Linked DNA regions of Mus musculus: region 2 is linked to region 1. A link is a contact called in public Micro-C data. All regions are on one chromosome and are shown on one strand. Each heading gives the region's core, a stretch centred on a gene start, on an enhancer-like site or on the middle of the called end of the contact. The rest is flanking DNA. Distances are from core to core; before and after follow the strand shown.

Evidence for each region. A called contact is a pair of places that touch in the nucleus more often than the background predicts.
Region 2: a Micro-C map of muscle stem cells shows a contact between it and region 1, with 6 times the contacts expected there. The contact joins the enhancer-like site here to the promoter of Fsd1l in region 1. A contact is called at or near these places in 2 of 39 promoter capture datasets (the 3T3-L1 cell line and the HPC-7 cell line), 3 of 484 Hi-C or Micro-C datasets (extraembryonic endoderm stem cells, muscle stem cells and myocytes) and 1 of 9 other capture datasets (liver).

Annotation. Positions count from the first base shown.
Region 1 is chr4:53,629,086-53,635,137 of GRCm38.p6, forward strand. It overlaps Fsd1l (fibronectin type III and SPRY domain containing 1-like), which reads left to right and starts at 2,386. Exons shown (of 13, transcript NM_001195284.1): 1 at 2,386-2,527. The coding sequence starts at 2,513.
Region 2 is chr4:53,843,475-53,849,765 of GRCm38.p6, forward strand. Tmem38b (transmembrane protein 38B) reads left to right here. Exons shown (of 6, transcript NM_028053.2): 3 at 5,392-5,576. Among named protein-coding and RNA genes, the nearest start is that of Tmem38b, 21 kb to the left of the region's middle. Within about 2 kb of position 1,772, at least 6 of the 459 cell types and tissues checked have an H3K27ac peak or open chromatin away from gene starts, as enhancers often do. A contact at or near this core is called in muscle stem cells, where this site is marked.

The DNA.
Region 1 (6,052 bases), core at 1,136-3,635:
AAGCCAGACGTCAAACCAGAGTCAGAGATCTGCTGGGAGCAGAAGTCAAATGGGGTACAGCTGTTGTCAAAATCCACAGGCTGCTTGGCTGGCCTGAAAGGAAAGAGCTACAGAGACTGGGGCAAGGAGCCAGAAATGAGCTCCCAGGGTGTGGCTCTGTGACAGTCTGGTGATCACATTGCAGGGCGACTGTGTCTCCCAAACCCACTTTCTTGACCTCGTGGTGGTGTTTGTTACTCAAACCTTGCCCAGGAGCTTGCCTCTGGTGGAAGTGGGGTGAAACTTTGGAGATGAGACCAAATGCTCTTTCCGTCCTTTCGTGATGGGTCCACAGTGTCAGTCAAGGGTGGCAGTTTGACCTCTGATGTCCTCTCCTCTGCAGGTTGCATTTCTCAGCCATAGAAAATGACTCCACTTCAGCACTGAGATCAGCCCTCCAAGCCACCAGCCCTGGGTCAGTGGTTGGGGACCTGGCTTCTGTCACATCTCCCCCATGTAATTGAGGGGGCTTGGCTAGTAGAGTCCCTTCCCTTGATATCAAGAGCTGGCTCCTCTGAAGGACTGCATGCCAGCCTCCCTTCAGCTGGCAGGAGTGAAGCTGGGCATTCCTCTCCTAAGCCCCAGCCAGGCCTGCGAGCATTGTTTCCTTAGCCCTGTCTAAACCATGTTTCCTTTTGTGTCTTTTATCATATACCTTGCATTTCTGTTCAGGTAAGAAAGGGTCATGTGGTGGTGGTGCACTCCTTTAATCCCAGCACTCAAGAGGCAGAGGCAGGAGAATCTCTGTGAGTTTGAAGCCAGACTGGTCTACAAAGCAAGTTCCAGAACAGCCAGGACTATACACCCTGTCTCCAGAAAAAATAAAGCAAAGCAAAGCAAACAAACAAACAAAAAAGGTCTATTGGGTGCACAGTGTGTGGCCTGCTCTTTGCTAAGGTCAGAATACAGGTGTGGTAAAAGAAGTTTTGATCTTAAGAAACCACAGTGTCGTTGGACTCTAGTAGAAACATAAAACATTGAAGTGTAAATATGATTCATCTAAAACAGCTCCTGCCTCTCCAAGGTCTTGATTCTTAACTGTCCTTCTAACTAGATATTCTTCCTCAACCCCTTTCATATAACCCTTACCCAGGTCATTCCTGCGTAATGTCAGGAAATTGCACCCCACCTCTTCGGAGTCTATTAACTCTGTGCAATTTAATTGTTTACTTTATTTCTTCCATTTACCTCATGCAATTTCCTCCTTTGTTAATTTTTTCATGTGTGTGCTTTGGTCGAGGGTATTACAATGTGTGGGCACACAAGTGGGGGCACCTGTGTGCTGGTGTGTGTCTGTGGTCACTTGGCTTTTATGTGGGTACCAGGTTCTGGGTATACAGACTCTGGTACTCATGTCTGCCCACTGATCTATCTTCCTCCTCCCTGATTTCTCTTACAAACTTTTCTTCTAACAGCCTCATGGATTTGTATTGTCATTTCCCACCTTAGATTGTAAGCTCTTTGAGAAGCAGGCCTTTTCACTGAGGATTTGTGTAGAAGGGCAGAACCGGTTCGTAAGGCTCATTCATACTCGTTTCCCTTTTATTCCATTAGGATGTGAACACCCAGAAGAATTTTTCTTGAGTCACCTAAATGGAGATGAAGCCTGCCTTTCTGGAGAACCTTTCCAAGTCTTCTCCCCAAGCTTTCTGGTCTGCACTGCCAGCTCCACCCGTCCTGAGCAGATTCTAATGTGCTGTCCCACTCTCATTTACTCCATGCTCTGGGGAGTTCAAACACAGGATTTAAGCTGTCCTCTGCGAGGTCTGCATTCATTCTATTTCATTGATGACACAGGTCACGGAAAAAGACTTGCTTACAAGGTAGCAAGATACTAGTAGGGCAAGGTTGACCAGGCAACAAAGCCCATGTGGTCCCATACCCACGTATCTGTAACTTCTTTCTACCCCTTGTCCCAGAGCCCTTTAAGGTTTCCACCACGCTCCCTGAAGACCCTTCCACATGTTTCCGCGGCCTCTCCATCCTAGCGTGTTTATTCCAGCTGGATCACTGGGCCTGGCCTACCAAGGCTAAGTGGAGAGACGCTGCAGGTGAAGGATGCGTCCCGGGCTGAGCTAGCTCCCAGGCTCTCCGCACGACCTGGCTGCTGGGTGCCCAATGGTTCATTGCAAGGCCCGCAGCGATGGCACAGGAAAAAGGATGCAAAGAAAGAAGCAGTTGCAGAAGGAAGACGCAGGCGGCCAGGCAGCGCTCCATCCTCTCCGCCGGTGCGGGTGTCGGCGCACGCATGCGCATGCGTGGCGCGCTCGCACCCCACCCTCCCGCGGGCCGCCCTTTCACCCTGGCAACCGCGGCTCGGTAGCGGCGCGCGCGCGGGTTGGGCGCGGACGGGCGGGATCTCTGCGGGACGGGACAAGGCTGACGGCGGCAGAGGTAGCGGGTCTCTAAGGCTCCTCCAGCTTCTCACTCAGCTCCGGTGACAAGTTCGGCCCGGAGGGCTTAGTCCCTAGCCATGGACTCGCAGAAAGTAAGCGGGGGCGCAGCGCGGGGCCGAGAGGGTGGGCGGGGCGCGCGGGGCTGGGCGCGGAGGACGAGGCCGGGCCTGGGACCCACCCGACCCGACCCGACCCGACCCGACGGGACCTGAGAGCCCGCAGGGAGCGATGGCCGCGCCCGGGACCCCGGACGACCTCTGTCCTGCTCTTGGCTCCGGGAAGGCACTGCGGGGAGGAAACCGCGAGCCGCACCCGGGTCTCTGCCGCCCTCTGCGGGCGCTAGGCCCCTTTCTTCCCGCTGCCCGCGGCGTGCTCCGAGGGTGGGTCCCTCCTCGGTTGGAGTGAGGACCAAGGCTCGGCCTCGCGTGGGGGGATCCCCGCCCGCGCGGAAGCTGGTGTCTCTTTTCTTCCACCGTGTCTTCAGCATGGTCTCTGCGCTGTAGGTCCGGGGACTGAATCTCCTTTGTACATCTGCCCACTGCCTTGCTAGTGGTTTATTTATAAGCAGATCTCAGTGTTTGCCTAATTGAGGAAAAAGGCAGTTGTCAGGGCCGCTGCCCCACCCTCGTCCTTCAGTTGGTGAGGCTGGCCAGTAGTCTTGTTTCGGAATGTTTAGTACTTTGAGAACAAGTTTAAGGAAAGAGTTACACAATAGCCTTTTTTAATTAAGCAAATAGTGCACTGAATACAATTGCAACTGAATTTTTAATATTCAGTAGTAATTCCTGTATTAAAAAAGTAAGCCACCTTGCTATCTTTGTTATGTTATAGTGTAATTGCAATACATTGCGGTATAGGAAAGAAAAACACAAGTGTTATTAATAATACATCAGGGAAAACAAGGGCATTTCTAAGAGGCCATTCTTTTTTTATTATTGCATAGAAAGTGCCAGAAAGAGTTAGAGAAAAACTGCAATTCTTACCTGGATTCATCTTTCTGAGCTTGCCTTGAGACCCATTCATTTGGGTATATCCAATTATTATTTCCACAACTATACTATAGTATCTTTTAAAGAGATTACTAGTATGTCTAAGAATGTGTATTTTGAGTGTGTATAAATTTAAAGGATTCTCTGTTAGGCTGATAAAACATTGCATGACTTATTAGAGGAAAGGCATCATGTGATATTTAAGTGGGCATTAGCAAAGGTCAAAAGGAAGAAGAGCAAGTGCCTGGAGAATCCGGAAAGATGAGTTTCAGGGTGCAGTGTGTTTGCTACCTGTATGCAGCGCACATTCCTCTCTTTCATCTTCTGTTCTGTAGAAATAAGAAAAGAATATACTATTAGAAAGTCTGGATAAAATACTCCATTCGGAAAACAGTATTTTCAAGTTTATGAATAATTAGTACTAAAATAGTCTGTGCATGGTAAAATGCTAAAAGTGCTTCAATGTAGATCATCTTATCAGGGGACACTGAGGAATCAAGTGTTTGACGTTGTGAGTTCTATAAGGACAAACATGGTTTCAACCAGGTTTTTCTCATTTTAGACAATGTATTTGTGCACCCACAGGATCCCATAAGTAGTTTCCCCAGAGGTAGTGAAGAGTTAGCTGTTCTTTTACTGGTGTTGATGTACTGGATAATTCTGAAAAGTCAACTTTTCAATATTAAAATTTTGGTGGAGGTATCAAGCAATCTTCTAGCGAGGAGAGCTTGTGCTATGGCTTCTGATGGATATCTAGGTCTAATGTTTGTAATTAGCACTCGTGCTGTCAACCTGAGCTTCATTTTCTTACGGTTTGCTGCAGAGTCAGTTAGTTACTAGCTACAAATAGTAATGAACTAATTGGGTATTCTTGTCTATTATCTAAGACAGTAGTGCACCTGTAGCATGAGGTTTCCAGACTATTTCCTGTTGTAGAATGTTCACATAAAAATGGTAGCAGAAATGGTCCCCAGGTCTATAAAGAAAGTAGCGACATGCTGTAAGTGGCAAGGAAGGCCTAGGGATTTGGGTTGTGAGTTATTAAGAGGAGCCAGCTCTCTGGTCATACTGTTTATGGGCCATCATAGCTTAGATGATTTGCCATGAGTCTCCATTTCTTCATCTATAAAATAGAATATCCACTGCAGTCTCTTTAAGAGTTATGAGGATTGTGTCCATTTCTGGAAAACCACCCAACAGTATTATCTGTGAGCTCTTGTTAATCGCAGACGCTCAACCTCAAAATCACGTTTTTCTTTTCAGAGCCACTCCTAGACTTCCTTAAGGTGTGTTCTCTCCTTGTTTATCTTTAAGAAATTATTTCAGTTGGTGGTGCCAAGAGACAGTTGTTAAGTCCCAATACAAAGAGGATTAAGAGTTGTGAGTCAGGCAATCTATGATAAAGACATTAACTGGGTGTCTTACAGAAGCTTGCTGCTGGCTGCTCAGTACATGGGTGCTGCTGGCTGGTCAGCACATGGGGTGGCTTCCCCAGATGCCTTTTTTTTTTCTCTTTTGTCTGTGGAAACGACTTCAGTGTTTTGTTAGCAACAAATGCTCTATTTCAGTAGAGGAGGAAGACGAAGTTGCTGTGGGTGTGTAAGGCATACTGTAGGATACAGAAGCAGTATTATCTCCTAGAAATGGACAGAGGGATTTTGTTTATGTAGAGTTTCTGGGACACTTTTGTGAGCAGGATGTGTTATGGATAGGTGGCTTTGTTTGATCCCCAGACCTTTTGAATATGTCCTTAAGTGGTTCTAAGATAAAATCTGGAAGGTTTCTTTACCCGATGAAATAAATGTGCACATTCAGAGAAAACACTGAAACAAATAAGACAGCTGAGCCTCTTGGGTACTTCTTTTGAAGTTGGTAGTGCAAGGTAAATTTCCGTGCAGATCACTGGTATTCATGGGGCTTTCTGTTTCTAGGAAAGGTGCTTGTTACAGCAGTGGGGGTGAGAGGGTGGGCAGAGGGAGGATGCTGTTAGGAGCTGGCTTTGTTAAATGCTTTCCCCATTGTTTTTCTGAGTGTTCTTCCTAGCTGGGTAGGGACTCAAAGGTCTCCTTTATACTACAGGGTAAAGCTCGACTGGGGACATCTGCATTTGTCTTACCTGTTTCCTCTTAAATCCTGATACTTGCTGTACTCCATATCCAATTGGGTATCCATAGCTATCCAATTGACCCATCCGTGTCCCTTACTTGCTTTCAATTTAAAAAAGAAAAAGTTTCTCAAGGGAAGTGAAGAAGACTGGAAGTTGGGTGTTGTGCATACAGTACCATGTCACACTACACTCTCACAGCAGAATTCTCTCATGGTTCACACAGTCACTCGGCTAGCAAGTGGCAGTCTGGATTCAAACCAGGTTGATATTTTTGTTTTTGTTTTTTCCATATTCCACACTTTTTCATTACCTCTCTCCAGGCCTGTATTCTTGGCTTCTAAATACTAAAACAATTAAGGTTATTAAAATTTAAAATATTAGGTCCCAACAGTTAGGAGCTGGGGAGATGGCTCATCAGTTAAGAGCCCTTCCTGCTCTTGCAAGAGGGCCAGAGTTTGATTCTACGACCCACATCGGATGACTCACAAGCACCTGCATGCATGTGCGCCTCCCCACACACA
Region 2 (6,291 bases), core at 522-3,021, 210 kb after region 1:
GAAAAAGGAAGCCAGGTATTCTGTGAGAGCAGCCACTATTCTTACCTGCTGAGCCACCTCTCCAACCCTTTAAGAATTAAAAGCATTGGATTACATGTGACAGGTTTCCTTATGGCATTTTCATACATGCTTAGTTTTGGCCGACTCCCCATCCTTCCCAAGCTCCCTGCTCTCTCCTGCGCTACCCTCCCCAGTCTTCAGCCTGCCTTCCAGTGCGTTCTGTTCACCCTCCACAAGAGGCAGCTGTTGTTACTACTTCCACTTGACAGCGAGGAAATTGAGACCAGGGAACAGTTGCCATAATTTCTGAGTAGGCTAGAGTCAGAACAAGTGTGACTGTAGAGCCTCCGCGCATGACAGCTGCCCTGTGTCTTAGACTGACTGACTCATCTCCTAGCATCGTCCTCCAGAAGCACTGTAAAGGACTTCCAGTCTATAGTGGTCGTTTACAGAGATACTAGCATTTTGGATTATTTTAATGTTGTATAAATGCTGAGACTATATAAAAAGGAAGATAGCCAGATTCTGTTACCGTCCTATCTCTCCTGTTTCTAGTGTTAAGTACTAGTCCTCCCACTTCTGGCCTGGACTTTCAGTAACTTCCTAGGTGGGCTAGTTGCTTTATTCATTACCCCCTAGATATTCTTCACATAATGATGAAGTGATTATCTTAAAATAAGTTATAGTGTGCCACTCCTGCGTGCAATAATGTCTTTTCAGGAACAACAGCCTGAGCTTTCTCATGACCTACTGTCCATCCCTACAGAGTCTCCCTCCCTCTGTCCTCTTTGCTGTGATGTATGGCCACTGCTCCTGATACTCCTTCCTTTCCCGCCACACACGTGCATTTATCAACACTCTGACTTGCCCGATCTTTATTTAGCTTGTTGTACTTCTCAGAGAGAGGCAGGGCTGTTGCTTGGTTATTTGTTTGCTGGTCATCCTGCAAAGATGGTCAGTTCAACAACAACAACAACAGCAGCAGCAGCAACAGCAACAACAGCAACAAACCTGTGTATGAACTCAGATTAAAGGATGATTTGTGAGATTATACAGAGTGCATTTTTTGTCATTATTTGAATCTGTTCCATCTTTGGCCAGTGGGAGCCTTTTCAGCTTTCATGCCTCTTGGTATTTTAAGATTCTTATACCTTTCTTCTGGAATTAGTTTTAGTTTCATTTAAGGAGAAATAGTTTTTTCAAGGTTCACTCAGAGCATTGGAGACACTGCTAAGGCATCTATTGAAATGAGCTAGGGTAAAGAAAGAGAAAATGACTTGAGTTCATACTAATATTTATCTCTAATTCAAATTCAAGCCTATTTATTATTATTTAACATGTCTCTGTTATATATGTAATACTTGGAATTTACCTAGATATAAAGAATTTTGTTATTTGTTGGACAAAGGATATTACAAAATCAGAATATTCTGACATTGTTAATTAATTTTGTTCTGTTCTTTGCTCGCCTATATTTAACCTTTCTCATCTTTAAACCAGGGTGTGTGTGTGCTGCCAGAGTTTCATGGCCACAGTGCCATGCTTCTCTGGTTAGTCTTCACACTCGGATTTTGCTTGCTCTGTACTGGATGCAGGTCACTAGTTATATCTGGGCCCTGTAATTCTGGGTTTTTGAAGCTGTGGTGAGTACTGCTTTAGCCTTAACAGAGCGTGACGCAAGGCACAAAGAAATTAATGACTTAGCCAAGGAATTGGAGACCCTGAGTATCCAGAGCCCAGATTTAAACCATGGTTATTTCATCTGTTAGTTGGTGCATAAGCAGTAAATTGCTTTGAACTCTGAAATAGAAATGTTGTCCTTACAGTCTCTTCAATATGAGAAATGATGCTAGAGTCAAGACAGTGTATCTTATTGTTTAATTAGAAAAGTTTTAACATTTAGAATAACATGTCAGTCTTTGCTTCTGATTTTGAGAGTCAAATGATCTGGGGAATTATATATTCAAGTGAGGTCAGCTTCAGAACGGTAGCATGCCTGGGGGTTAGCACCATCTACTGGTAAAGACAGACAAGAGCTTGCTTCTGTCTGTATACAGCTGTTGTCTGAAAACTCCATATACTTTCATTTGTGTTGTCTTTTTAAAAAGCCATTTATTTATGCGGGCAGTACATAATTTATAATTTTTCTATCTAATGATTTTATGTCTCATAATGTTTTCCTTAAACTTCCAGGCATTCTTTAAGGAGATTACATTTAAATGAGGGAAATATAAGAGTCACAGTTTTATAATCTTTTTCAAGATATATCCATGAAATTTCTTTGGTGTCCTAACCAGAGGCCAGGGCTATTGCAGTAGACTAACATGGGTGTGGTTTGTGTTCTGTTTGGCCCAGTTTTGGCCTAAGGATACTGCCTTAGGTAGACAGGGAGAGTTGATGGTAAGAGAGGGAGTGTTCTCAGTGATGAGCCCAGCAAAGCGCCTTCTGCTTAACCCCTGGTTTTAACCTAAATTCAGCTCCCATCTTAAAACCTGTTTACACTGGTTTATGTTGGTTGTATCCTATTTTACACTAATTTCTACCCTTTGTCATTTTTCTCTTTTTATTAATCTGACCCACAGAACTTAAAAGTATCTGAGAAATCCATTATTATCTTCTCATTCCATTTCTTTTTCCTTTCCTGTATGTATACATATGTATATGTATCTATGTGTATGTTTTAGGTACTTACAAGGTAAAGGTTTTTTGGATATTACAAACTTAAGGTGAAATTACAATCTTTACAGAAGAGATGTGCTGTTTAATTAATGACATTTCCCAGTAATTCATCAGCGGAACATTATATAGCTAACTTATATTGTAGAACAAGAGTGATTTTGTCTGCAGTCATTTGTCTTTCACGCTCATTCATAAGTCTGTTGGACATGACAGAGTTGTTCCTTTTGCTCCATGGCAACTCAGGTGGGCACAGAGGTTTCACTAATATGTAAGGTTTTATGTGTACTTTAGAAATATCTGATGCAGGGCAATGGTGGCATGTGCTTTTAATCCCAGCACCCAGGAGGTAGAGGCAGGTAGATCTCTGTAAATTTGAGGCTAGCCTGGTCTATAGAGCTGATTCAGGATAGCCAGGACTACAAAAGAAACCTGTCTTGAAAAAACCAAAAGGAGAGGGCTGGTGAGATAGCTCAGTGGGTAAGAACACTGACTGCTCTTATGAAGGTCATGAGTTCAAATCCCAGCAACCATATGGTGGCCCACAACCACCCATAATGAGATCTGACGCCCTCTTCTGGTGTGTCAGAAGACAACTACAATGTACTTATGTATAATAATAAATAAATCTTTGGGCCTGAGTGAGCAGAGTTGACCTGAGTGAGCGGGGGTTGACTGGAGCAAGTGGGGTTGACCGGAGCAAACAGAGGCCCTAAAAATTCAATTCCCAACAACCACATGAAGGCTCACAACCATCTGTACAGCTACAGTGTACTCACATGCATAAAATAAACAAGTAAATCTTAAAAAAAGAAAAGAAAAACCAAAAGAAAAAAAAACAAATATCTTATTAAAAAAGCAACAATTATAACTTATAGATGGTGTGTTGTTATATGGCATAGTTGAATGTAAAAGCTGCTGTTGTGTAATAAGTTTGAGCACATGTTACAGATGGAATTAGGGAAGGCAAATGGAGCTGTTGTAATACTGGTTTTGTTCTTTTGAGCATGCCATTTTTAATGTGAGTTACTACTGAAGGAAAACTATAGCATCTGTTCTTTATCTAATCTATAAGAGATACCAAAGTATTGTCTCATTTTATTAAGAATATATAGACAATTCATTATTTAAGTGTATATGATTTTTTTCTCCATTGTCCAACTTCCTAGAAATCATTTCTACATTTAAAACTTTCAAAATATCATATGTCAATGTAAAAAAAATTTAAACCATCTTACTTCAGTTTACTTAAAATTGTCTCCAGATATTTCATTCCTTACTCTGTAATTAATTGATTCTTTGATATGTTTTGTATTTTGCCTCCAGATTGAATTCAGCTTAGAGCTATTTTTCACTGTGCTGAGTTTTTGGTTCGAGAACAGTTGATAAGATTGATAAGTTGATTCCTGCCATCCAGCAACCAGTGGAATCCAATGATGAGCACTGTAGCCTTTACTTTATGTAGTAAGGAGCAGTGTATGAGAGCCACTTTGAGGTGTAAGAAGCAACTGCTTCAGCTGTACAGAGCCACCGCCTGTCTTGTGTTGAGATGAAATGAAACAGACATTCTGTGGACTGTGGTGCAGTGAGTGGGACCTTGAGTAAGAAGAATGTAGCGGCTGACCTTTGCTTCCATATTTGGTCTCGGGAGCAGTGTTGGCAAATATTTTATATTTGGTGAATGCATGTGAGGTTTTTGTGTTTATGACTCATGAATTAGAATAAAATTAACACTTGATTAAAAAAAAAAAACCAGGCATTTTTTTCATTTTTTTTTTTTTTCGAGACAGGGTTTCTCTGTGTAGCCCTGGATGTTCTGGAACTCACTCTGTAGACCAGGCTGGCCTCAAACTCAGAAATCCTCCTGCCTCTGCCTCCCAAGTGCTGGGATTAAAGGCGTGCGCCACCACGCCCGGCCCAAACATTTTTTTCTGTGCCCTGTTTTCTGTATCACTCCATTAGAAGATGTATTGTGCTCTACATACCAAACTGTCTATTAGGAATGGAGGGGAAAACCTGTATTTTCTAGTAAATAATGTTGGTAGTATTTGAGGAGATGCTGAAGAACAAAGTTTAAAACTCTGGATCACCAGAGAACAGCTGTATTACTGTTAAATTAGCAACAACTTCACTGGCTATAACTAAGCTTCTTCAATCAAATTAAAGATTGAGCTCAATATTCTTTCAGATGCATGAACATACATTCTCCACAACATCAGCCTATTTCCTTGGGAGTTCTCTCTGTCTTTGTATAGATTTCTAACTTACACTCTAAGCTAAGGGACACAGGTCAAGATAGTGGTAGGAGTAGAAATGCTGCCCTTGCTTTTTTGCCCAAAGGCTGGTTTGTCTAACTCCTTTTCCCTAAGAACAAAGACATCGTATGCGCATAGTCCATACCTGCTGGAACTGGTAAGGCACTTGCTTCTTTCTCTTAATTAATTATGTACCTAATTTTCTTCTCATAGTGTATGGATGAATGAAAAAATTGTATAGAGCATTGCAAAGTACGTGGCTTCTCCTCCTCATGCTACAGACTTATATATATATTGTGTAACGTAAAAAGCAATTTAGTATCCAGTCTGCTTTTTCCAGGTTTTTACGGATGATTGCTTTGGTTGTGTTACGCCATGTTCTTAGTGGTGGTGAATTAGATTTTCACTTCTATTCCTCTGATATTATTTACATATTGAAATATTTAAATTTTAATTTCAGGTATATTGTATTCTTTTGCCCTCGTGACCTAGTTTCCCAGGGTTATTCATATCAACCTATTCAGTTCCTGGCTGCGGGAATGAAGGAAGTGACCCGGACGTGGAAAATAGTAGGCGGAGTCTCGGATGCTAATAGCTATTACAGAAATGCCTGGATAGTCATGATAGTTGTTGGATGGGCCCGAGGTGAGATTGACAAATTGTGTTCCTGATGTACTGTAGCCCATGAATACTTCTTTGCTTACAGGGATGGGGATGACATACTGTAAAAATCTTTTTGGAAAGTGGGAGCCTTGTCTAGTTTTTTAACTCGTAAAGTTAATGTAAAAGTTACTTACATCAGTATTGGTGATCAGCCATTATTCTTTTAAGATCTTATTTAGCATATATACAGTGTTCTGCCTGTATGCTTTTGTGGAAGAAGAGGGCACCAGATCTCATTATAAATAGTTATGAGCCATCATGTGGTTGCTGGGAATTGAACTCAGGATCTCTATAAGAACAGCCAGTGCTCTTAACCTCTGAGCTATCACTCCAGCCATTATTTTGAGCCTGGTGGCCTTGTAAAGTTTCTTATGAGTAATTTCTTTTGTTGTTTCAGAACCAGATAGAATCATAAGTAATTATTTTACCATATATGAAATATGTTTTATATGAAACTTTGTCTAATGTAAATTTAAAAAAATGGCTGAGGCTGGGCGGGGTGAGGCATACCTATAATCTGAATACTTGGAAGACTGAGGCAGGAGGATCACAAGTTTGAAGCCAACTTGAGCTACACAGAGAATTCTAGAATAGAAAGACCCTGTCTAAAAATGAAAACAAATTGCTTTATATTCTTTCCTTTCTTGTCAGTTGTTGCAAATAGCAGATATTCATAATCACATTGGTCGAATCGCTT